Linked DNA regions of Sus scrofa: region 1 is linked to region 2. The links are chromatin contacts, called in public HiChIP or PLAC-seq maps. All regions are on one chromosome and are shown on one strand. The core of a region is the stretch at or near the end of the contact, and the rest is flanking DNA. Distances in the headings are between cores, read along the strand shown.

Evidence for each region. HiChIP or PLAC-seq counts read pairs in DNA pulled down with a chosen protein or histone mark.
Region 1: a contact with region 2 is called in an H3K27ac HiChIP or PLAC-seq map of alveolar macrophages. The contact joins the promoter of ATP2A2 here to the enhancer-like site in region 2. A contact is called at or near these places in 8 of 47 Hi-C or Micro-C datasets (alveolar macrophages, blood, embryonic fibroblasts and 4 more) and 2 of 2 datasets of contacts at active chromatin or transcription factors (alveolar macrophages and skeletal muscle).

What each region holds. Positions count from the first base shown.
Region 1 is chr14:31,669,889-31,677,384 of Sscrofa11.1, forward strand. ATP2A2 (ATPase sarcoplasmic/endoplasmic reticulum Ca2+ transporting 2) reads left to right here and starts at 5,385. Exons shown (of 20, transcript NM_213865.1): 1 at 5,385-5,515; 2 at 6,216-6,233; 3 at 6,324-6,406. The coding sequence starts at 5,398. LOC110256668 (a long non-coding RNA gene) reads left to right here. Exons shown (of 2, transcript XR_002338532.1): 2 at 1,473-1,625.
Region 2 is chr14:31,615,996-31,623,016 of Sscrofa11.1, forward strand. No RefSeq gene overlaps it. Among named protein-coding and RNA genes, the nearest start is that of ATP2A2, 56 kb to the right of the region's middle. Within about 2 kb of position 3,221, at least 27 of the 83 cell types and tissues checked have an H3K27ac peak or open chromatin away from gene starts, as enhancers often do. A contact at or near this core is called in alveolar macrophages, where this site is marked.

The sequences.
Region 1 (7,496 bases), core at 4,135-6,634, 56 kb after region 2:
TCTTGACATACTGGAAGGAATCTCACACAGAGGAGGGGTTAAACGTAGAGTTCTTCCAGAAGGCTAAGCAAGAGCCAATGTATAGGAGGATTGTTAGTGGGAAGTGGATTCAGCCCAGAATGAGACTGCATTAATGACTGGAGCTGTCCAAATATGGAACAGACTGCCTTTCACAATCTCCACCACTTTACAGTAGGATTGTAGAGCGCTGGGAAGCTGGCATGCCATTCTTTTCTATGGGGCCTTTCCTAGCTACCTAGCTTTTTAAAACAGCCTGCCTACTACCAGATAATATCCTCCTTTATTCATTCCTTTGAGGTTCTTTGATCAAATCATCCATCTTTCTGAATCACAATTTCTCTTCTTTTTCCTCTCCCTGTGCTCAGTTGATTGAATATAGCTATAATCCTGGAGTTCCCCCCAGCTCAGAGGGTTAAGGATCCTGTGTTGTCACTGTTGTGGCTCCAGTTATAGCTGTGGCACAGGTGTGACCCCTGGCTTGGGAACTCCCACATGCTATGCTGTGGCCAAAAAATTTAAGAAGTTAAGAATTTTTTAAAATTGAAAAATGAATATAGCTACAATCCTTGGTGAGAAATACAGTTAGCCCTTAAACAACACAGGTGTTAGGATCACTTACCCTCCATGCAGTTGAAAATCTAAGTTGGCCCACACACATATTTCCTTCATATGTATGGTTCTAAATCTGAGGTTTCAACCAACCACAGATGAAGTAGTCCTCTGGTATGCACTGTAGGAAAAAAAAAGTCTGTGTATAAATGGGCAATTCAAACCTGTGTTGTTCAAGAATCAACTGTATTTCCAAAATCCATTCTTTATTTAACCTTGTTAACAAGAAGTATGCATAGTTCATAAAATAAGTTAAACATAAGTTTTTTTCTTTCTTTTTTCTTTTTAGGGCTGCACCTGTGGCATATGGAAGTTCCCAGGCTAGGGGTTGAAGCGGAGCCGTAGCCAACGGCCTACGCCACAGCCAGAGCAACACCAGATCTGAGCTGCATCTGCAACCTACACCACAGTTCACGGCAACACCAGATCCTTAACCCACTGAGCAAGGCCAGGGATCGAACCCGAGTCCTCATGGATACTAGGCAGATTCATTTCCACTGCACCACAACAGGACCCCTTGAGCATAAGTTTATTTCTATGTAAGAGTAACTAGATCTTTCTAACTTTGGTGCTGGGGGGTTGGGGGGGCAGTGCTGTGTTTGCTAAATCTTGGTGACCTATAAACAACAGGTTTCAGAGACACCAACAGGTTCAGAAACTGCGAGCATAATTGGTGTGTGTTATAGAAGGCGCCAATCCAGGCTGAAAAGTACACTGTTTCAATAGGGAGTAGGCAGTCTTCCACTTAAGATGATTTGACCAGAAATTTTTCGACTTTATGGTGGTGCAAAAAGCAATGACACATTCAGTAGAAACAATTATGAATTTTGATCTTTTCCCAGGCTATCAAGATGCAGTACCATCCACTCTTATGAGGCTGGGCAGTGGCAGCAGGCTGCAGTTCCCAATCAGCCTCGCTGATCACAAGGGTAAACATTGAAACACTTAAAACCATTTTGCTTTTCACTTTAAATAAATTACATGAGATAGTCAGTACTTTGTTATAAAAAAGGTTTGGTATAGATGATTTTTCCCAACTGTAAGCCAGTGTGCACCGAGCACATTTAAGGTAGGCTAGGCTAAGCTATGAAGCTCAGAGGGTTAAATGTATTAAATGTATTTTCAACTTATCAAGATGTAATCCCAGGAATTCCTGCTGTGTGCAGTGAATTGGCTGCATCTTGGGAATCACAGGTTTGATTTTCAGCCCAGCACAGTGGGTTAAGGATCCAGAGTTGTCACACCTGCGGCTTAGATGGAGATTGTGGCTTGGATCTGATCCCTGACCTGGGAACTCCATATGTGGTGGGGCAGCCAAAAAAGAAAAAAAAAAAAAAGATGTAACCCCATCTTGAGTTGAAGACCTCCAGTAAATAGAAGAATTACAAAGGACTGTCTGAGAGCGTGATGACAATGTGGTAATGCTACCAGTGTGAACTTACATATTGCTCATCTCTGAGAAGCCTAAAATCCTGCCTCATTCTGGTTTTGTTTTATTCATTCATTCATTCATTCATTTATTCATTTATTGCTTTTTAGGGCCATATCCACAGCATATGGCATATAAAAGTTCCCAGGCTAGGGGTCAAATGGGAGCTGCAGTTGCCGGCCTATACCACAGCTCACAGCAACGGTGGCTCCTTAGCCCACCAAGCAAGGCCAGGGATCGAACCCATGTCCTCATAGATGCTAGCTGTATTCATTTCCACTGTGCCACAACGGGAACTCCCTGGTTTGTTTTAAACCTAACTGTCACAGCATTCCCAGGAGGCAAGTAATGCAGAGGCCCTCCTGTTTATTTTACCAAATGGAAATCAATAAACTTGGAGTTCAGCAAAAATTTGCTGAGGCCCTTGCATGACCAGGCCCTTTTAAAGTCCCTTATAAATCAGGGATGGTAAGATTCTTTCATTCACTGAAACAGGAGGTGGAGTTCACACTGTGGTGCAGTGGGTTGAGAATCTGATTGCAATAGCTCAGGTCACTGTGGAGGTGTGACTGCAATGGGTTAAAGGGTTTTGTGTTGCTATAGCAGTGGTGTAGGTCGAAGCTTCAGCTAGAATTCAATCCCTGGCCCAGGAACTTCCATATGCCAAGGATGGCCATAAAACAAACAAACAACTGTAGGCATTCAGTAAATGATGAATGAATACCAGGAGCTTTCTGCATCCTGAAGATGGACAAGCTAGACAAGCTTCTGTTCTCATGGAGCTGACATCCTGGTATGGTGAGCCAAGCAGTAAACAGCTAAGCAAAAAATACAACCTCAGAGATCAATGCTTTGAAGAAAAAAATAATATGACAGCAAGGTTTGTTGGGGAGGATAACCCTTTAAGTAGTCAGTCAAGACATCTCTGAGGAGGTAACATATAAGCTGAGATCTGAATAAGATGGAAGTAGGAGCATGAAGATCTAGGGAAGAGCATTGAGTACAAGAGCCCAGATCAGAAAACTCTCAAGAAGATTATAATCATAGAAGTGCTTACAACCCCAGGCAGAGACGGAGCCATGGAACAGAGGTCCAAAGTAAAATGCTCAAGGTAATTTCTAGGCTGAGTAAGGTAACAATCCTTGCTGGGGTGAGGCATAAGAATTGGTCAGAATCAGAAGTGGTGAAGCGGTCTGAGTGGGAAAAGAACCACCAGCCCTCCATTACCACACCCCCACCATCCAGTCACATGTCCCTCCTGGAAGAGGCTCCTATTCTGTGACCTAACCAGTTTCCACCTTGCTTCTCTTTAGCGCATTGCCATACACTAGAATTTCTGTTTAGTGTAGGGTTTTGTTGGTCCTTTTCCAAGTATCAAAACTACATGCTAGCCTCCGCTCCTTGGAAATAATTAAATGAAATGAGGTGCCTGATTTTTCTTTCAGTGGGGTAATGCAAAGTGATTTGCATCTGTTAAAGGACTTTATCTTAAGTACTGAGACTGAGCCATCTGGGACAACTATGGTGATTTTTGCTCTGCTTTGGCTCCTGTGTATGGTACACCATGGCCAAACACAAAAGTGGACTAAATGCTTCATTCTGCGACACAGTCCCTTAAGAAAACTGCTCTTTGTGATGCGAATGTGTTCACCTTTTGTTCATGAAATCAAAGCAAAGGTCCCTTTCTATTAAGTAGTCTAACTTATTTATATTGGCAAAATTCCCTTTATTGTGCAGTTAGGTAGGTTTTCTATAGTCCTCAGGAGCAAATTATCTGTGGTTTAAGAACAGATTCTGGATTCAAGTGCCTTTTTCTCCTATCGGGAAAAGTGAAAGTCTAGAAGATAGCCTTCATCTTAAAAACCAAGCGAAGTGTCTTCTTGCACAACTCTCGCTATTTGTTACAGTAGCGTAATCTGTGACTTCTATGCGGACGTGTATCAAAGGCTGCGTGGGATATTAAAAATAAAACCCCCTTTTTTTCCTCCCCCCGCCCCCGCCAGTGTGGGATTCCCTCAGTCAGAGCACAGAACTCGCTGGGGAAGGGCTGGTATCTGCACGCGGTGAAGCTCTCGGTGGAGGTGGGGAGGTCGGGGTGGGTGGGGTGCGGTGTTCCTGAAGCAACAGATGAGGGATTTTGGCCGCGTGGGAAGTTAAATGCGGAATTCCTTCCCTTGGATCCTGAAAGGTGCTCTTGAGAGACAGATTAGGATGCAGAGTGCGGCCCAGGAGGCGGAGGGCAAGGGGGCGAGCCAAGGACACCTAACCTCAGCGCGCTTAGGGGAGCTCTGCGGAGATCGAGTTCCCAATTTCCTCCGTCTCGCCTTCGAATCACCCACCCTAACCCGAGGCCGACCCAGATGGGCAGGCAGTTTCTTCCGGTCAATGAGTGCAGGCAGCCCGCCGTGAGCCCTCCACCCTCCCGGGTTCTACGCCTGCCGATGGTTGAGTGGGGCGAGAATCGAGAACAGCCCCGCCAAAGAAGCGTTCCAGCCTCGGGCCTCCGCGGACCAGCGGGCCACAACGCGCCCTGCACAGGAGCTGCGCGCGCCGGCCCGGATCCGGGTTCCTGAGGGCGGTACGAAGGAGGGGGCGGGGCTTGAACGGCCGCGTGGGCGCCAGTCGCGCGGGAGGGAGGGAGCCGGAGGGAGGGGGCGGGGCCGCGCCGCCCGCGCCGCGCTGGGCCCTCTCGGCCAATGAGCGGCGTCCACATGCCGCGGCGGCGGCGAGAGGGGAGGCAGCGGCGGATAAATGCTATTAGAGCAGCCGCCGCGGAGCCGTCCCCGACGCCACCTCCTTCTCCTCCGCCGCAGTTTCCTCCGTTGCTGTCGGGGGTGCGGAGCTGAGTGGACAGGGCGAGCGCGCCGCGCACCACCCCGCAGGCTCGCCTCCCTCGCTCGGTTCGGCTCTCAGGAGTCAGCCGAGCGTCCCCTCCTCCGGCCCGGCCCGGGCGGGGCGGAGAACCACCTCAGGAGAACGGGGAGGGGGCTCGGGGGCTGCGGCCTGCGCTCCCGGCGGGCGGTTGAGGGTGAAGGAGGCCCTCCCTTCTGACGAGGGGAGGGAGGGTCGGAAGCCCCCCCTCGCCCCCCCCTACGGTCCAGCTGAGCCCGGGGCGGGCGCCGGCGAGGGCAGGGCTGCGAGAGGGGCGGTTGTCTGGGGGAGGGGGCGCGGGGTGATTCAGCGCCCGGCGAGGCGGAAGCGGCCGGAGGAGGAGAAGGAGAGGGACAGGCCAGTCCGCGCCTGGGCGCCCAGGGTGGCACGAGCCCGCGGCCCGAGTGCGAGGCGGAGGCGAGGAGGCCGCGGGGACTGGAGGCGAGGCCGGCCGGGCCCCCGCAGCCATGGAGAACGCGCACACAAAGACGGTGGAGGAGGTGCTGGGCCACTTCGGCGTCAACGAGAGCACGGGGCTGAGCCTGGAGCAGGTCAAGAAGCTCAAGGAGAGATGGGGCTCCAACGGTAGGTGCTTGGTGCACGGGCTGCAGGGTCCCCGCGCCGCTCGGCGCGGGCCCGAGAGCCAGGAAAGATGGCTGACCGGGCTCCACCTCGTGGGTCTCGGCTCCGCGCCCGCCGAGGGCTGCAGACGGCGGGTTGAGCCCGCGCCCCGGCCCCCTGGGAGAGAGGGGTTGCAGGCGGGGGACCGGGGTCGGGTCTGCGCCGCCTCGTGGCTCCAGCCCTTGACCTTCCCCGCACGCAGCTAGCTCGGCGGTTTCTCACCCGCAGCAGCTGGCCCCGGTGGAGAGAGGGATGAGTCTCCTGCAGCTGGGTTGAGCCCTGCGAGACATTTTCTTGTCCCCAGTCGGATTTATGAGGCGTTGTTATAGTTGGGAATGCCTCTGACTGTTCTTGTACTATCCAGAGTTACACATCTGGCAGAAGTGATGACAGAGCTGAAATGACTCCTTGTATCAGGAGCGCTGTTAGGTTGCAATATAATTTCACATTTTGGAGTAGATCAGTGCAACAAATATTGTACATTTTCTTAGGATACCGTTTTGGTACGGTTTCTATTAAAAGTGATTGAGTTCATATATGTAGTCATGTCTTTAAAAGGCAGTGATACTTTAGTAATTCTTTTTGTAATGTCAGAGTGCTAAAATGCTTTTTTTCCCCCCTCCCGTTCTTGACACGTTGCCTGGTGGATTTCTACATCCTGCAGAGTTACCGGCTGAAGAAGGTAAGTAATCTCAACGTGTTTCTCTCCCGCTGCCCTTCATGTGCTGATGTCAAAGATGACATTTATAACTAATATGATTGTTTCTAACAGGGAAAACCTTGCTGGAACTTGTGATTGAGCAGTTTGAAGACTTACTCGTTAGAATTTTATTGTTGGCAGCATGTATATCTTTTGTAAGTATAAAACATTTTCTTTCCAAAAAGTCAACAATAAACCATAGGTAAAAAAACCAAGAAGCAAATGTCTATTGAGTGAGAACATTATGTTTGGAAATTTAAGTTGTGTCTTCATGTTTTGTGTGGGGGGTTTGGGGTTTTTTTGTATGTTTGTTTCTTTTTAACATCAAGAAGTTCTTTATTGGGAGGTCTTTTCTGTTTTGGGTTCTTCCATTGTGTAAGATCATACTAAGATGATGCTGGCTCTTTGTAGTCTGTAAATAGAACTTACAAAAGGAATATTCCAGTTGCTCTCCCTTCCTGGTAATGGCAAGGTGACAGTTGTTTCTGACAGTGACAAGAATGATGACGGCAGTGATGGCACCACTGTTGACCAAATTTGGTCACTGACCTTTAGGGTAGTATATTTATCTAAATTGGACCCCTGTCTTGAATGAGTCCTAGGTTGAGAGAACAAGGTTCAGTACAGTTGGTTCTAGATCCTAAAAGAAAAAAAATCATTGTTTTTTCTTGTTCTGTATGTGCTTACCCGTTTGAGTCCTGTATGGTTGCTTAGAAACTGGTGAAATGCAAAGAACTGCAGCAGAAGAAAGGTGATGAGGGTTGGCAAGGATATTTCTAGGTTATTAACATTTTTTCATGTTGAATACTAATTTTCTATCTCACTTTTTTTCTTGGGCAGTGGATTTCAAAGTTTTCCTAAAAATGGTCATGAATAGGACACATACGTTCCTAATCCTCACAGCATGAGATGCCTTTTGTTCTTAAAGCACAGGGTTTCATTCTTGTAAAAACCAAGATAGGAAGTGAAATTCCCTCAGTGCAGTAATTTTTTTCAGGCTTTGCAAAATTGACACCGTTTTAAGATTCCTTTTTTGTATGTTTGTACACATATAAGCCTCAGGGATCTACCTCAGTCTTTGACTGCCATATATCCAACAGGGCTATTTTGAGAACTAAATATACAAAGCAGTGGGCAGGTGGAGGGAAAAAATTGGCAAGAGGTGAACGTTTTTGGAGTTGCTGTACTCAAATACTGCTGTGAGACTCTATAACATATCATGCCATGTTAGCCAAGTGATGTGTA
Region 2 (7,021 bases), core at 1,971-4,470:
ATGTGGTCCTCACCGTACTCATTTGTCCTCAGCTACTTACTTAGGCAAATATCAATTAACAGCATTCTCATTTGTATCCTTAGATCAACTGTTAGATCAAGTGTATACGGAAAGAGGAAAGGCGAGGAGTTCCTGTTGTGGCTCAATGGGTTAAGAACCTGACATAGGAGTTCCCGTTGTGGCTCAGTGGTTAACGGATCCGACTAGGAACCATGAGGTTGCGGGTTCGATCCCTGGCCTTGCTCAGTGGATTGAGGATCCGGCATTGCCGTGAGCTGTAGTGTAGGTTGCAGACGCGGCTTGGGTCCCGGGTTGCTGTGGCTCTGGCGTAGGCCAGCGGCTACAGCTCCGATTCGACCCCTAGCCTGGGAATCTCCATATGCCGTGGGAGCGGCCCAAGAAATGGCAAAAAGACCAAAAAAAAAAAAAAACCTGACATAGTGTCCATGAGGATGTGGGTTTGATCCCTGGCCTGGCTCAGTGGGTTAAGGATCCAGCATTGCTACAATCTGCAGTGTAGGTCACAGGTCGCAGGTCACAGGTCGAAGATGCAGTTCGGATCTGGCATTGCCGTGGCTGTGGTGTAGGCCAGCAGCTACAGCTCCAATTTGACCCCTAGGAACTTTCATATGCCACAAGTGTAGCCATAAGAAAAATAAATAAATAAATTTTAAAATATGTAAATAAAAGAGGAAAGGCTATATTCCGTGTGGAAACAAACCCTTCTTGATTCAAAAATCAGTTTTTGGGAGTTCCCATTGTGGCTCAGTGGTTAACGAATCTGACTAGGAACCATGAGGTTGCGGGTTCGATCCCCGGCCTTGCTCAGTGGGTTAAGGATCCAGTGTTGCTGTGGCTGTGGTGTAGGCCGTTGGCTGTGCCTCTGATTGGACCCCTTGCCTGGGAACCTCCATATGCTGCAGGGTGTGGCCTTAGAAAAGACAAAACAAAAGACAAAAAAAAAATCAGTTTTTGAACATTGAAGTAGATGTATTTGGTTTTGGAGGGTTTTTTGGCTACACCCCACCATGCGGAAGTTCCTGGGCCAGGAATCAAACCTGCGCCATAGCAGTGACCTGACAATGCCAGGTCCTTAACTCACTGTATAAGAGAACTCTGAGGTAAATGTATTTGTTTAGTGTTGGCTACTGGCTTGTTGTTTTTAAGCCAGTAAGTGATGTTCCTTTAACCAGAGTATATGAATTCCTTTACAAATACTTGAAAAAGACTAGATACTCTTCCCAGAAACAGCACTTTATTCCCTAAAGGAACTTCAGTTTATAAGATTATAAAGCCTAGTGATTAGTTTTTTCAGCCTTCACTGTCTTTGGTGCTCTTCTCTTAATTTAAAAAAATTTTAATGACAGATACGCCAAGGAATGCTTATAATTCTGATTTGATTATTGCTTGCCATCTTTATTCCACACAGAAAGAGTATGTGGATTAAACACTATGGTAACTCCAAAATTACTTTATTAACTGAAGCAGAACATCGTTATTACTTCAAGAAAAGCAAATTGGAAAAAAAAAAAAAAAGCCCTAAAAGTACAGAGTTATTTATAGTTTTTATGTAACATTGGACATTTAGTAATGCAACTTAATAGGCTTTGTACAGTGTCTTTCCACTCATTTCATGATTCGATTGGAACATTGCAAAGCTTTGACTAACTCTGACAGTTTTTGACAGGTGGCACTTACAGAAGAAGAGCTTATTACATTTTTCCTTCAGGATTGATACTCTAGCTGGCTAATTGATGAGAGTACTTAATTGTTTTGGAAAATAATCTGTCTTGCACATAATGGCCCAAGTAAAGGAGAAAATGTAGCCTGTGAAATATGCTTCTGTGTTCACAGATTTTCTCCTCCTAGGATCCAGTGTTGCCAACTGTTGCATGAGACTGACTTAAACTGTAAATTTCAAAAGGCCACTGCTTATCTTACTTTCTGTATTAGTTAAGGACATAATCCAACTTTAAAGGTTATCCTTTGAGAAGAATCTTATAATACAAGATAATGTCTTTTCGGTTATAAATCTATTAACAACTCAGTCCAACATCATGTATTTTCCAGGTCCAGAAAATGTAGCAGAATGCTCTTAGAACATTGTTTAAAGACCTGTGGAAATTAAACCAGATCTCAGGAAATTATAGAATATTTAACTTTCTTCTTTAGATTAATACTTTGTATCATTTTGCTTTAATGCAGCAGTGAACAATAATAAAAGAAGCCATTTCATTAAACTATCAAATAATTAGTTTATGTAACATACAGTTTTTTTGGAAAATTTTAAGCTCTGCATTTTCCAAGTGAAATTCTAAAGCTTTTATGCAACACGATACAGAGCACTTTTTGGTAATTTGAATAAGAGACTGAATATGTTGCTCAAACTAAAAATATATAAATTTGCAGAATTCTGAATTGAATTTGAAACTATGCACAAATGAATAGCTTGCCAGAGCTACCTTTGTACTGAAATAAAATTTGTATTGAAAAATGGCTTCATATGGATGTGTGTGTCTTATAGAAACTTCCTTGTCTTACACAGGCCTTCTCCCAACGTTAGTGACTAATGAGTGTGAATCAAAGACTTGTTTCTACAAAAGGTTCTAGGTGCTTACATCATTCCTTTTGAGTGGCATGGAGTGTTTGGCCCTAGGGGGTGGGTAAGTTAACCCCCCAATAATTAACTTTCCTTAAACTGGGTTGTTATTGATAACGTCTCCAATGTTGTAGTAAAGGTGAGATCTAGATTGTGCATATAATGAATCCTGTTTTAAACAATCCATGGCAGCCAGGAAGAGAAATAAAGTTAAAGTTGCCCTTTTATTAAATATGTGATTATTTCTCTCCTCAGGAGAAGCTACTGGCTTAGCTCCTCCTCTCTTTCCTTTTAATGAGAGCAGTTTAATTACAGCTGTTTGATGTCCAGCAACCAGCCATGAGGTGAATGTTTTGTCTGAGGAGAAAAGAGAGGGATCCTTTAAAGTCATCTATATATTGTCTTTGACCCTTCTGCCTTAAGGCAGTCTTTAAAAAAGAAAGTTATTTGTAACTGTTGTGCAGTCTCATCCTGTCCTTGCAAAAGGAATCAAAAACTAAAACACAAAATCCAAACAAACATTTTTTTAAAGATGGACAAAATATGCTTTCTGCTCCCATGCTCCCTCTTTTGGCAAACTGTAAGTACTTTCTCAGCAAACACTGATAATTTCAGTTTCCTTTCTAGAATTGCTGAGAGACTTGAGTCACGGAACTTGGTTTACTGCTATGGAAATTCACTATTCAGAACACAGAGGAGACTAAAGATCTCTGTTTTTCAGTGAAAGTCTTTGTTTCTGCCTCACTTCAGAGTGTTAACTAATGGCAGGTTCCTGGCAAGACTGCTGCTTTAGCACTGCCCATGATAACCTGGTAAAGTCATAGAATTTTGGAGTTTGAAAGGAACCTCAGAATGATTCGTGTAATCATTCATTAGATCTGTTGGAACCTTTGAGGGATCTCTTTCAACCTCTACACAGTCAGAAATCAATACAGTAGTGCCTGTAGCAACTTGCTTTCCAGCCTCAGTAGATAACCGCAGTGCAGCTCACTCCTCACGAGGGAGCCTGTTCCACTGTTAAAGACACAGCTTGATTAGTTTGTTGGTTCTAAAAGTGAAGCAGATTTACAGAGGACGGGAAAATTTTTTTAAATAGCAGTTAGGCAAAGCAAGATTGAACAAATTTTACTCCCTGAAGCTCTGTAGTCATTATAATCATGATGATGGTGAAGATGATGATGCTGGCAGCTAACTCATTATTGAACACCTAGTATGTATGAGACACTGTCCTAAGTGCTTTATGTATAGGAACCAATGTGACTCTCAAAATAACCCTATGAAGTGTAGATACTCTTATCCCCACTTTATAGATGAGGAAACTGAGGCACAGAAAAGCTTCCACAGTATTACACAGCTAATAACCATGGCAGAGCCAGAGTCTAAGACTTTAACTGCCATGTTGTCCTGCAATATGACCCATGAATATACTGGCTGTGTATATCCAGACAGGTTGATGTCCATTTATGAACTATAATATGTGTGAAATTATATTTAATGCTTCTTACAATTCTTTTTTTTAAAATGTGTTTCCTTACTGTACCTGAAGAACAAACTTAACTGCTTTTCTAAATGATTAGAAATAAACTCTACTGGAGTTCCTACTGTAAATCAGTGAGTTAAAAACCCGACTAGTATCCATGAGGATTCGGGTTCAATTTCTGGCTTCGCTCAGCAGGTTAAAGGATCTGGCATTGCCACGAGCTGTGTTGTAGGTCACAGATGCAGCTCAGATCCCACATTGCTGTGGCTGTGGTGTAGGCCAGCAACTGCAGCTCCAATTCAACCTCTAGCCTGGAAACCTCCATATGCTGCAGGAGTGGCCCTAAAAAGAAAAAGGAAAAAAAATTCTACCAATTATATGAGAGAAATATAGTAAAAATGATCATCAAGTAAATGCATCAAAGAAATGAGTAATAGGAGCTCCCTGGTAGCCTAGCAGTCAAGGATTCAACGTTGTCACTCCTGTGGTTCTGGTTACTACTATGGCATGGGTTCGATCTCTGACCTGGTGGGAAACTTCCACATGCTGCAAGTGCAGCCAAAAATAAAATTGGAGGAGCTCCCACTGTGGTGAGCAGGTTAAGGATCTGGCATTGTCTTTTCAGCAGCCTGGGTTCAATCCTTGGACAGGCACAGTGAGTTACGGATCCAGCATTGCTGCAGCTGTGGCATAGATCGCAGCTGCAGCTTGAATTCAATCCCTGGCCCAGAAACCCATATGTCACGGGTGCAGTCAAAAAAGAAAAATTAAAAAAGGAGTAATAGTTTTAGATACAGTGCAAATGGAAGCTTTGTAGATTGCAATTTAAAATTTTATCTGTGAAAGTCTTTAAATCATGTATGTCTCCTGTTGCTGGATATTTAGATTGATTCCAGTTTTTTACTTTATGAACAGCTCTGCAATGAAACTTAGAGATTTAAATTCAAGGGAGTTCCCATTGTAGCTCAGCAGTAATAAACCTGACTATTATCCTTGAGGATGCAGGTTCGATCCCTGGCCCTGTTCAGTGGGTTGAGGGTCCGGCATTGCTGTGAGCTGCGGTGTAGGTCACAGACAAGACTCAAATCCTTCATTGCTATGGTTGTAGCATAGTCTGGCAGCTGCAGCTCCAACTCGACCCCTAGCCGAGGAACTTCCCATACATGCGGCCCTAAAATAAATAAATAGATTGATTGATAGATAAATAAAAAGATTGAAATACATTACAGTGAAATTTTGCTTTTTTTTTCTTTTTGGCCATTCCCAAGGCATGCGGAAGTTCCTGGGCCAGAGATTGAACCCAAACTACAGCAGCAACCTGATCTGAAATAGTGACAATGCCAAATCCTTAAGCTGCTGTACCAGGTTATAGTACTAAATAGTTTTATGGACATTTCTTGCCTTCCTCTATGAAAATGCCAAGGCTAAACCAAAAAAAATAGCAAGGTATTACTTGATTAGGAGTTCCTTGGTGATTCAGTGGGTTAAGGATCTGATATAGTCACTGCTATGGCTCTAGTCACTGCTGTGGCATGGGTTCAATCCCTGGCCTAAGAACTTCGACATGCCATGACTATAGCCAAAAAGAAAAAGATATTACTTGATTAATTGGAGAATGAAATAAGTTCACCCATTTATTTGTATGCGAATATTTATTTTCCGTGTCTCCGACACTGTGCTAAGCGCTAAAATAGAAATGAACATGACCTGGTTTTTGCTCTCAAAGACCTCTCAGTCTAAAAAACTCCAGTATTAAGTAGCAAAAATAAAACTGTTTTATGTATAGAACAAGGAGCTCAGAGGAAGAAGCAATTAATTCTGATGTGGAGGATTGAGGAAAGATTAATGAAGAGGTAGGACTTAAATGGGATTTGTAAGAATGAGTTAAGATTTTGATAGGCATATGAAAGGTAGAAGACAAAGGCATTTAAGGACATGGCCTGTTCAGAAAATGGCAAGAAGTCTAGGATGGCTCAGAAGTTACCCAGTTGCATGGGGCCAGAAGATGGAGTTCCCATTGTGCCAAGCTCTTGTGCTAGGTAATTTGATGTGTTGGGCTCTTAGCTAGACTCTATGTAAAGGTACAGTACAAGTATAAGACATGGCCCCTGTCATTAACAGGACTAACAATACATTAAACAACAGCAAATATATCAAATCCTAATAACCAAGTGCTAAATTTTGTAGTGCTCTCAAAGTTCAATCAAAACAGAGATCTAGGATCTTCCCCTTGTGGCTCAGCAGAAACGAGTCTGACTAGTATCCATGAGGACACAGGTTCGATCCCTGGGCTCACTCAGTGGGTTAAGGATCCGTGTTACCGTGAACTGTGGTGTAGGTTGCAGACGCAGCTTGAATCCTCTGTGGCTGTGGTGTAGGCTGGTGGCTACAGCTCTGATTCAACCCCTCGACTGGGAACCTCCGTATGCCGCAGGTGTGGCCCTAAAAAAACAAAAACAAAACAAAAAAAAATGAACAGACAAACCTGAGATCTAGAGAGTTCCCGTTGTGGCTCAGTGAGTTACGAACCCAACTAGTATCTATGAAGGTGCAGGTTTGATCCCTGGCCTTGCTCAGTGGGTTGATGATCCAGCATTGCCGTGAGCTGTGCTAGGCCACAGAAGCAGCTTGGATCCTGCCATGCTGTGGCTGTTGCATAGGCCAGCAGCTGCAGCTCTAATTCAACCGCTAACCAGGGAGCTTCCATATGCTGCAGGTGCAGCCCTAAAAAGGAAAAGAAAAGAAAAAATATATATAAAACAGAGATCTAGGGAAGTGCCTGCTGTGGTGTGGTGGGTTGCAGAATCCATTTTCATCAGCTCTGGTTGCTGCAGAGACACAGATTCAATCCCTGGCCCAACACAGTAGGTTAAAGTATCTGGCATTGCTGCAGCTTTGGCATAGATTGCAGCTGATGCTTTGATTCCATCCCTGGCCTGAGA